Linked DNA regions of Mus musculus: region 1 is linked to region 2. The links are chromatin contacts, called in public Hi-C maps. All regions are on one chromosome and are shown on one strand. Each heading gives the region's core, a stretch centred on a gene start, on an enhancer-like site or on the middle of the called end of the contact. The rest is flanking DNA. Distances are from core to core; before and after follow the strand shown. Region 1 has its middle 710 kb from the start of Gm24127. Region 2 has its middle 790 kb from the start of Gm33246.

Region 1 (5,168 bases), core at 116-2,615, 180 kb before region 2:
TCCCAAATATTTCCAAAGGAATATTATAATTGTGAATTACTGCTATGCTTGTGGCAGCTAAAATGGACACAAGAAAGAATGATGTTTAGACCTTGGTCTTCCTCTGATGGCACTGAGATTTGTATGTGAACATATGTGTATGTGTATATGATTGTGTGAGTGTTTTGTGTGTGTGTTTTTGTGTATACTTGTGCACGTGAACTCATGGGTGTATAATGATGTGTGCATGCATGTGTGTCTGTATAAAGAGACACACATGCACATATAGTACATGTATACTTAATTTCATGTATACATAATTTCTGTATATGTACATATAGCTTCTGCATATTTAATTCCATGTGCCATTTCAATTGCATTCTTGTAAAACAAAATGTGGCATCTTCTCATTGAACTCTAAACTTCAATCTAAATTTCCATATTTCATGAAGTTATTTTATTCTGATTATAGAACCTTTACAAATAAAAGTGTACACCTTCAATTTTAATTATATGTAGGATTCCTGAGATTCTTGACAAAATGTAGAATTTAATTCAGAATATCTGGTTGGAGCCCAACACTCTGTATTTATAACAAATACCTAATCTCTGTTCCTGTTCTTGCTTTAGAAATTCTAGATCCTTCAGCAGGAAACAAAGCTATTGTATGTATTTACTAGTTAAGTTTATCTTTACCTACTTAATATTAAAACTAACTATCAAAGAATATGAGATAGAAATAAATTGAACATAAAGTAAGTGGTACATAAAGATTTTAAAGTTATTGCATTTCAATACATTAATCAACTTCCATTTTAGCTCCAAAATGCAAGCCTTTTCTTTCATAAATATATGCTAATATCTTTTAATGTTTTAAGGTTGATAAAATTATCAACACACAAAGCTGCCCCCAAGAGACAACAGCCAAATAAAACAAAACAGGATACAATAAAAGGCAAGAAAAATTCAGATATACTGAATCAAATTCTACATTTATCAAGAATCTCAGGAATGTCACATATAATTAAAATTAAAGATGTCTCATATTGGGTCTGGACAAAGCAGTCAAATAGGAAGTAAATGCTTCAAGGTCAGGCTAAAGAGTCAGAGGTACTGTTGAGAACCGGCCAGTGGCTCACATGAACTGAGTTTCACCTGGGAGGCAAACTGTGGATGAAAGAGAGGAAAAATAGGTGAAAGAGAGAGAAATGGAGCCAAGACAATGTTCTGATCAAGGCTCAAATGTTTAATGGTGAATGCACTTATAAAGGTGGGGGGCAGGCCCATTCCTGCCAATTCATTCTTAGAGCCTAGAACCAGCTACAGGTGATGACCTGCAGGATAGGGTGTGGTCTCAGGAATAGCTAGGTGGCCTCCCAGCAGGTAGCAGTATTTTGAAGAGGAACAGCAACTGTGGCTGAACAATAAAGTGATCTAGGGAGGCAGGCTCCACCCTAGGTAATCTCCTTAGTGGCAGCAAGGTCAAGGTCTGGCTCCTCCAGCTTCAGGCTGAGGGAAGGTTACAACTGCTCCCACTTTTAGGAGTCCCAGGAAATCACCAAACTAACAGCCACAACATAACACACAGGACCTGATGTAAATAAATGCAAGCACAACATTTGCTGCTACAGACTCTGTGAGGCCACATAAGCCCTGCTCGGCTGATACCTTGAGCTATCTCCTGGTGTCCTTGATCCCCTCCCACTTCGGAAGTCTTTCCTCTCCTTGTCTGCAGGATGGCCTGACCTCTGAAGGGAGAAAGTGATTGAATCCTTAAAATTAGAAAATTTTATGTTGCAAAATTAAGTCAAACTAAAGCATTTACATTTATACATTTGATTATCTGTTTATTTAGGACAATAGGCTATTCAGATTTTTATGTTTATCTGAAAAAGATGGTTGTAACTGAAGTTGTAAACGTTGCTATATTGTTTCATCATGTAAAGGTTCTTCTATCAACAATAATAGCACCTTCCATCTTTCATATATATATATGTATATATATATATATATATGATTTTATAAACAAAGTATTGATATGATTAATAGCAAAATTGCATTTTATTATAATACTAAAACCCACTGAAGTTTTGCATCTTAAAGCTTTACAACCTATTCTACAGTTTATAAAATAATTTAAATATATAATACTAAAGGTAATTTTCCAAGGAATATTTTAACCCTCCTTAGGTTTCAATGGAAACAGATAAAGAAACCATTTTTTTTTATTTCTAATGTTGTTTTGTGTTTTAAAACAAAATTTTATTTTCTTGCAATACAAAATTTGTTTCTAGAAAACTAGTATATGATCTGATATTTGAAATCAACTATCGCAACACATTACAGCAAGAGATTTATGACCTATCTTAGATAAAGCATTTTAAAAGAAAGCTACTAAACAATAACTATTGGCAGTAGAGGCACATTCAGATGCAATGTACTTCAAAGATATTTACAAAAGCCCAGCAGTGATTATAGAGAATGAAATTTTGTTTGCTCATAAGACAAAGTCTTAAATTAATACTTTGAGTGAAGAGCACCCCCTCATCCCCCACCCCATAAACTGGAATAGAGATCTTATGAAAACATGTCCTTCCATAGGGTGTATAATGAGGAGTAGTTTAGCTTTGTCAGATGGTAGATTCATTTTAACTCTTTTCCCCCTCTTTTATTGAAAATAGATTTTTTTCATACACTATAATATCAGGATGCTTTCCTCTTCCCTAATTATGCCCACATCTCTCCTCCATTTTCTTCCATATCCACAACATTTCTGTCTTTCCACAGAATCCAAGCATACATCTAAGAAACAATAATAAACTAAAATAAAATCGATAAAAGAAAAAATAAAAGTAAAATATAAGAATAGTTCTAAACAAGAAAACAAAAGAAACAGTAGAAACACATATAGATTCAGGGAACGCATGGCTGCATACATAGGAATCCATAAAAAAAGCACAAAAACAAAAGCTACAATACATACAAAATGTAACTCTCATGTTAAGACAAAACACAAAACAAATTAAAAGTGCCCTAATACAAAATCATGGGACAAAGAACCACCAAACATCCCTTCTGTGTTGGCCACCTTCTTCTGGGCATTGGATTTACCTTCTCTTTTGAGGATATTCCACATTGATGTTTCAGAGTCAGTGGTCCAATTTGCAACTGACAGAAAATGAATGAGGACTTCTCATTCCTGCTCTACAGATTCATGCTCAGCATTCTTAAGTGCCATTCTACTCTCAATTGCCAAAAATTAGAAAGAGCCAAAATTCCCTTCAAGTATTGAATATATAATAAATATGTGGTACATATATAAAGTGTTAGTCAGCTGAAAAGCAACATGTAATCAGGAAATGTGTCAGATCTAGAAAAGAACATATTAAGTGAGGTAATTCAGACCCAGAAGTAAAACCATCACTTATCTGTAAATCTCATCTGTATTCCTAGTTCCAAGGTCATACATGAATATGTAACTTGGAGTATATGTAGAAATACAAAGGGAGCATGTGTCAGGTTACAATAGAGACATATATTCCAGGTTATAAGTGATTTGAAAGGGAAAATGGGAAATAGAGAGATGTTGTCTTAGATCGGGAAGACAGGAGGAGAAATATGTAGAAGAGAAGTAGAGGTTATAATAGGAGTAAGAATATCTAAAAAATGTCATAAGAAATGGGATTGTTTTCTATTGTCTTCATCAAAAGACACCATGACCACAGAAATTCTTATAAAACAAAGGATTTAATTAGAGATCACTTAAAGTTTCAGAGATATATTATATTATTAGCATGGCAGTGAGCATGGTGACAGACAGGTACTTCTGGTTAAGGAGCTGAGAGTTTTATATCTGGGTTGCAGGCAGCAGGGAGATAGAAAGAGGCACTGGGTCTGGCTTCAGTTTCCGAAACTTGAAAGCCCAACCTCAATTACCACATTTCTTGAATCAAGACCACACTTATGTCAACAAGCATAAATCTCCTAATATTTTTTCAAATAGTACCACTCCATAAACCTACAAAGAAAAGAGCCCACGGGGGTCATTCTTATTCAAAACACCATATCTATTTACCTAAAGTTACATATACTATTACTAAGTGTGTGTATACGTATACAAATAGAGTTTAAATGAAACTTTCCAATCTTGGCTAGCAACACACAGACAATGGCCTTACAACGCCATCCTTTAATATATGGCTTAAGAACATATAAGCTGCCTGTTATAGTTGTTGGTCAGAGTTGTCCAAGAGACTCACAAAATACTACAGATTACTGCTATTGTTCTTGACTCCCTCCCAGATGTAGAAAGTCCAGTTGTTGAAGACACTTTATATTTTGGATACAGGATCCAGAGGACGTTAGTTAGATTTGAGCAGAAAGCCTACTTACTGAAAACAATTCCCGTGGTACAAGTAGGTACCATATAAGATTCCAAAGAATAAAAGCAACTAATAGTTCTACACGTGTATAGTACTCATGAGCCATGGACACTGCCAGCATGTCATAATAACCATAAGGCTATGGTATTAGTATTCTTACCTTGTCAATCACCTAGTGGTCTCTAACCTATAATTAGGTAAGCATATGTAGTACAATAAAACTTAACAAAAACAAAACAAAACCTTGGTATTAGTGAAGTCATGAGATCTTGAAAAGAACCTACAAATATTACTTTACTAAATTACCACAATTCATAATTAAATTATTTTTAATATCTTTTAAAATTATTTATTCACTTTACATCCTGGTCACAGCTTCCCCTCCCTCTTCTTTGCTCAGTCCTTCCCACTTCCCTTGCCTTTCTCCATATCCACCCCTTCACCCCTTTTCCTCAGAAAAGGGGAGGCCTCCCATGGATATCAACTAGCCTTGACATATCAAGTTGACAAGTCAAGGTAATATCAAGCAGTAAGTAAAGTGGAAGATTTGAAATATGTCAGGTGGTGCAGTCTCAAGTGGTGTTTTGTTGATATACACTCACAAGGTATTTTGCTAAGGCAAGACCTGTGGGTGGACATGGAATGAGTGGAGAGAGTATAGATAGGACTCTGGGGACAGTTATGGCATGCTTACATAGCTAGCTAGCTATGCAATGCTTTGTTTGTCTTGTGTCTGAGCTGATCTTTGCTTCCTTGAGAAAGACATGGCAGAGAACTTCTCCTGGAGTCCTGGCTGGTCCTGGTGAA
Region 2 (5,151 bases), core at 260-2,759:
AGATTTTGTGCGAACAAAGGAATTATTTAAAATGTTTTAAATTGTATGTGTACTAAAATTTAAAATAATGTATTCCATCATTTTGATGTTAGATTTGGATATTTTATGTTTATTATTTTAGATGTTGGTAAACAAAGCCTTTTAGGGTGTATTTTTATATATATGCATGTTATTATTACACATTTTCCTTTGATGCTGTTCTTCAATAATGTCTTAAAATTTTCTTAGAGCATTAGATTGTTGTGAATAATGTAATACAACTTTGCTTTTCTTTTGGAAGTACTACATATGTATAGCATTATTACTCTTTATTTGAAATTTAAATTTACGTCAAATTAAAATTTAAAAGTACTAATATGGAATTAAAGAAAGGAATAAGTATTTTGTGAATAATTTATACTCAAATATTAAAAGAAATATATAAAATTATTCAACAATTAATAAGATTTTAGTATGTTAAATATATTACATTCTATATTTTCATAATCTACAACTATAAAAAGATTGTATGTAATAAGGGAAATATGTTTTTCGTGTGATAGTATTTTCCTAGAATTTTCCTTCTTTGATAAACCAAGTCTTTTTGATATATTTCATAAGCCTTCCTTAATTTTTGTTTGGAAATTTTTTTTTCCTTTCCTAAGGAGAGGACAATATGTTTCTAATTATAAGCCTATATTTCTGCTTATTCTCTCTCTTACTAATAGCATCAAGTTTCCACAAGAAAATTCATCGACATAACTTTATCTTAAGAATCCAAAGAATGGATAGCTGAGTCTTGAGGTAGAACTATTTCCAATTTTTTGAGTTACCTCCAGATTGATTTCCAGAGTGGTTGCACCAGTTGGCAATTCCACCAGCAATGGAAGAGTGTTCTTCTTTCTCCATGTCCTCCCCAGCATGAGCTGTCATTTGAGTTTTTGATCATAGCCATTCTGATTGGTATGAGGAAGACTCTCAGGGTCATTTTCATTTACATTATCCTGATGACTAAGAACTTTGAACATTTCTTTAGATGCTTCTGAAATTTGAAATTCTTTTGTTGCGAATTGTCTTTTTAGCTCTAATACCCCATTTTTAATTTGGTATATTTGGGGTTTTTGTTTGTTTTGTGTTAGGAGGTTATCTTCTTGAGTTCTTTTTATATTTTGGATATTAGCCCTCAGTCAGATGTAGTGTTTCCATGGACTGGGCTCAATCGCCCCACCCCCCCTCAATCCGTGAGAATCAGGGTCTCGGACAGATGCAGACATGAGAGAGTGTGTTGGATCTGAATGTCATGTCCAAATGAACACCAGACTTTTTTATACAGAAGAAAAACAAGAAGAGCCTGGCAAACCATCTGACAAGTTACAGTGACACAAAATGAAAGGAATGCATACATCAAAAGATGGCAGGAACCAGGCGTTTACCACTTAATTTAAAAGATCAGCTAAACACAGGCACCAGGTGAATGCTCTGATGTAATGCTAGTCTATTGCTAAACCTACCACCAAGGGTTCTTTAGTAAATACCTTATTATGCTATTCCTCAGGGCATCAGGAAGAAACCTGCACCATATCCACCCATTTTCTAGGCCATTGTGTATTCCTGTGTTTGGGTGTGACTCGGCTATTGTCCTAAGTAATTACTATGCAGACTAGCTCTGAGCTTTTCTAGCTCTGTTCTTTGTAATGCCTGCTTATTTTCACTGTCTCTACTCGAAGTGAATTTGAATGTTATAAATAGGTAACCTTCTTACTGAATTCCAAGATCACCATCAGCTTCAAGGACTTTCTAGGACATTGGAACACTGGTGGAGGCTTATCTATATGTCAAAAATCAATCCTTAAAGGTACTTATAATAAAACAATGCTGAAAAAGAGCACATGGATCCATACACCAGACTAAAGCGGGACAAGGTTTGAGTATAAGGGCTATGGGAATGCCAAGGTCCCAGGAGGCACAGTTTCCTTGAAACTCTTTGCCTCATGAGTGCTTCCAGGACTTTTGGCCTCTCAAGCAGACTTCACTGGAGTGGGCATAGCATAGTGTTAGTGAGGATATTTTCCCATTCTGCAGGTTTCCTATTTGTCCTAATGTTGGTGACATTTGGCTTGCAGAAGCTTTTCAGTTTCATGAGGTCCCATTTATCAATTACTGATCTTAGAGACTGAGCCTGGAAAACTCAGGAAAATTTCCCCTGTGCCAAGGAGTTCAAGGCTCTTTTCCACTTTATCTTCTGTTAGATTCAGTGTATCTGGTTTTATGTTTAGGTCCTTGGTCCACTTGGTCTTGAGCTTTGTGCAAGGTGATAACTATGGATCAATTTGCCTTATTCTACATACAGGCCACCAGTTAGACCAGCACCATTTAGTGAAGATCCTTTCTTTTTCCACTATGGGTTTTTGCTTCGTTGTCAAAATCAAGTTTATTTCCTGGTCTTCAGTTCTATTCCATTGAGTGACCTACCAGACTCTGTACCAATACCATGCAGTTGCACTCTTCATCACTATTGTTCTGTAGTACAGCTTGAGGTTTGGGATGCTGATTCCTCCTGAAATTCTTTTATTTTTCAGAATTGGTTCTGTCTATCCTAGGTTTTTTGTTTTTCCATATGAAGCTGAGAATTGCTCTTTCCATGTCTATGAAGAACTGTGTTCAAATTTTGATGATGATTGTATTGAATCTTTTGGAAAGGTGGTCATTTTCACTTTGTTAATTCTACCAATCTGTGAGCTCTGACATCCTCGATTTCTTTCTTTAAGGATTTGAAGTTTTTGTCATACATATCTTTCACTTGATTGGTACAAGTTACACGAAGATAGTTTAAATTATTTGTGGCTCTTGTGAAGGAAGTTGTTTCCCTAATTTCTTTCTCAGCTTGTTCATCATTTGTATAAAGGAAGTCTACCATTTGGACTGAAGTAGGGGACCCCTATGGTTGATTTACTAGAAGGATTGAAGATGCTAAAGGTGAAAGCAACCACATAGAAAGAGGCCCAGTTTCAACTCACCCAGATCCTGGTAACCAAGCAGTATACAGGAGCTTGTCCCAGCCAGCACAAATATAGCAGAGGATTGGGTCTCAGTGTGAGAAAATGCTCCTTACCCTTGAGAGACTTGAGGCCACAGAGAAGGGGGAGGTCTCCTAGGAGGGGAGAGCACCCTCTCAGAAGGAATGAGGTAGAAGAATGGGATGAGGAACTATGGGAAGGGAAGTGGGATGGGTCAAAGGCAGGAATGTAAATAAATAAAATAATTTAAAAAATAATAATCCAAAGACTTCGCATGCAAGCACCATACAGTTTTCATTCTGAGTGGAAGTTTTTGTGTGGAAAGTGGATACCTTACAGAACATAAAATAAGATAAAATAAAATAAAATAAAATAAAATAAGCCTCTTGACAATCATGGAACAGGAATCATTCAGGAGACCTTGTGGATGTTAAAAGCCTCTGTGGCAGTTTAAGATAGCCTCCAAGCAGGGCAGAAGGCTTATCAATGGTATCTTTGATGGGAGCTTCTGCTTGGACCTAGGGTGTATGCCTTATCAATTCTTCCCACGGAGTTGCTAACTTGGGGCCACTCAGCTGCAAGGGCTCAGCCAAAGCTTCTGGGTTGCCTCCTCAAAACAGGCAGGGAAACCTGCTCCTCCTGTGCATTCTCCCTGCCTTAGGTATCTCTGCTTTAGAGCCCTCAGCCTCCCTGATGGGCTGGCAGCTGCATGGCTGTGAAGCTTGTCCCTTGCTCATCTTGAGCTTGGCAGGTCTCCGTCCTGAGCGGAGGCAACTTGTCTGACCCATTGGAAGGAAGGCGAACAGTGGAGTAATCGTTACACTCTTCTTTTTATATGCAGTGATGTTTACTTAAATGAATCAAATGGGATTTTCTTTCACAGGTACTGAATATTCTTCCCAGTTCTAAAATAAAACTGTACTTGGTTTAGTTATGGGAAAAAATGTTAAAATATTACTTATGATGGTTGTTTGTTTGTTTGTTTTTATTGGACAGTTTATCCTCCAGAACCCCCCTATCCCATCCTCTCTCCCCCTACTTCTATGAGGGTGTTTTCACTCTCCTACCCACCCACTCTGTCTCCCTGCCCTGTCACTTGCTTACACTGGAGCATGGAGCCTTCCCAGGACCAAGGGCCTCTCTTCTCATTGATGTCTGACAAGGCCGTCCTCTGCCACACATGCAACTGGAGCCATGGGTACCATTCTGGTTCATGGTTTAGTTCCTGGGTGCTCAGGGTTGGGTGGAGCATCTGTTTCGTTGATATTGGTGTTCCTCCTATGGGTTGCAGCTGCCTTTGTATTTGCCAGGCACTGGCAGAACCTCTCAGAGGATAGCTATATCAGGCTCCTGTCAGCAAGCACTTACTGGCATCCGGAATAATGTACGGGTTTGGTATTTGTATAGGGGATGGATCCCCAGGTGGGGCTGTCTCTGGATGGTCTTTCCTTCAGTTTCTGTTCCACACTTGGTCCCCATCACCAAACCACATGCAATCCATAGTCTTAGGTATAGTGCACCACAAACTTGCATAGAATCACATGGTATTTACCAGAAGTAACCAGTACCTAGCAGAAGCAAATGGCAAGTTGGGATTTGTAGAAGAGAGACCAGAATACTTAGTTACACAGGTACTATAGTGATTTATTTATGGATTTATATATTTTTTGAAATTATTATGTTATTTAATAAATATGATATTCAAGATGTGATTTAATAACCTTGTGTTGGCATCTACACTACAGTAAAACCAGGGTTTTAATAGTATCTTTGTTTAGGTATCTTTAGTATGTTTGTGTGTGTCCATGTGTATGTGTGTTTATGTTCACACATGAATAATTTTAAACCACCAATATATATATTTGTACAGATATATAAAATTCAAATATCATAATTTTTATAAATAATGAAAATGCATAAAAGCATGTACCTCAACACTTTAAGAAGTAGGTATTAAACAATACATATATTTCTTTTAAGATTTACTAATTTTAACAAATTATTTTATTCTCATAATATTATATGACACCCTTTTATTTTATTAATCATTATAATCATGTCAAAATTAGTTTCAATGTAGAAAAATGAATATTTAGTATATCTTTATTTAAATGGATGAACTTAATAAATTTTAGTACCAACATTCTAAAGATTG

The links. Hi-C and Micro-C count contacts between places; a contact is called where the count stands out from the background.
Region 1: a Hi-C map of embryonic stem cells shows a contact between it and region 2, with 2.1 times the contacts expected there. The contact joins two enhancer-like sites. A contact is called at or near these places in 4 of 484 Hi-C or Micro-C datasets (all in embryonic stem cells), 7 of 115 datasets of contacts at active chromatin or transcription factors (all in embryonic stem cells) and 1 of 9 other capture datasets (embryonic stem cells).

What each region holds. Positions count from the first base shown.
Region 1 is chr14:91,652,483-91,657,650 of GRCm38.p6, reverse strand. No RefSeq gene overlaps it. Among named protein-coding and RNA genes, the nearest start is that of Gm24127, 710 kb to the left of the region's middle. Within about 2 kb of position 1,365, at least 5 of the 459 cell types and tissues checked have an H3K27ac peak or open chromatin away from gene starts, as enhancers often do. A contact at or near this core is called in embryonic stem cells, where this site is marked.
Region 2 is chr14:91,475,054-91,480,204 of GRCm38.p6, reverse strand. No RefSeq gene overlaps it. Among named protein-coding and RNA genes, the nearest start is that of Gm33246, 790 kb to the right of the region's middle. Within about 2 kb of position 1,509, at least 7 of the 459 cell types and tissues checked have an H3K27ac peak or open chromatin away from gene starts, as enhancers often do. A contact at or near this core is called in embryonic stem cells, where this site is marked.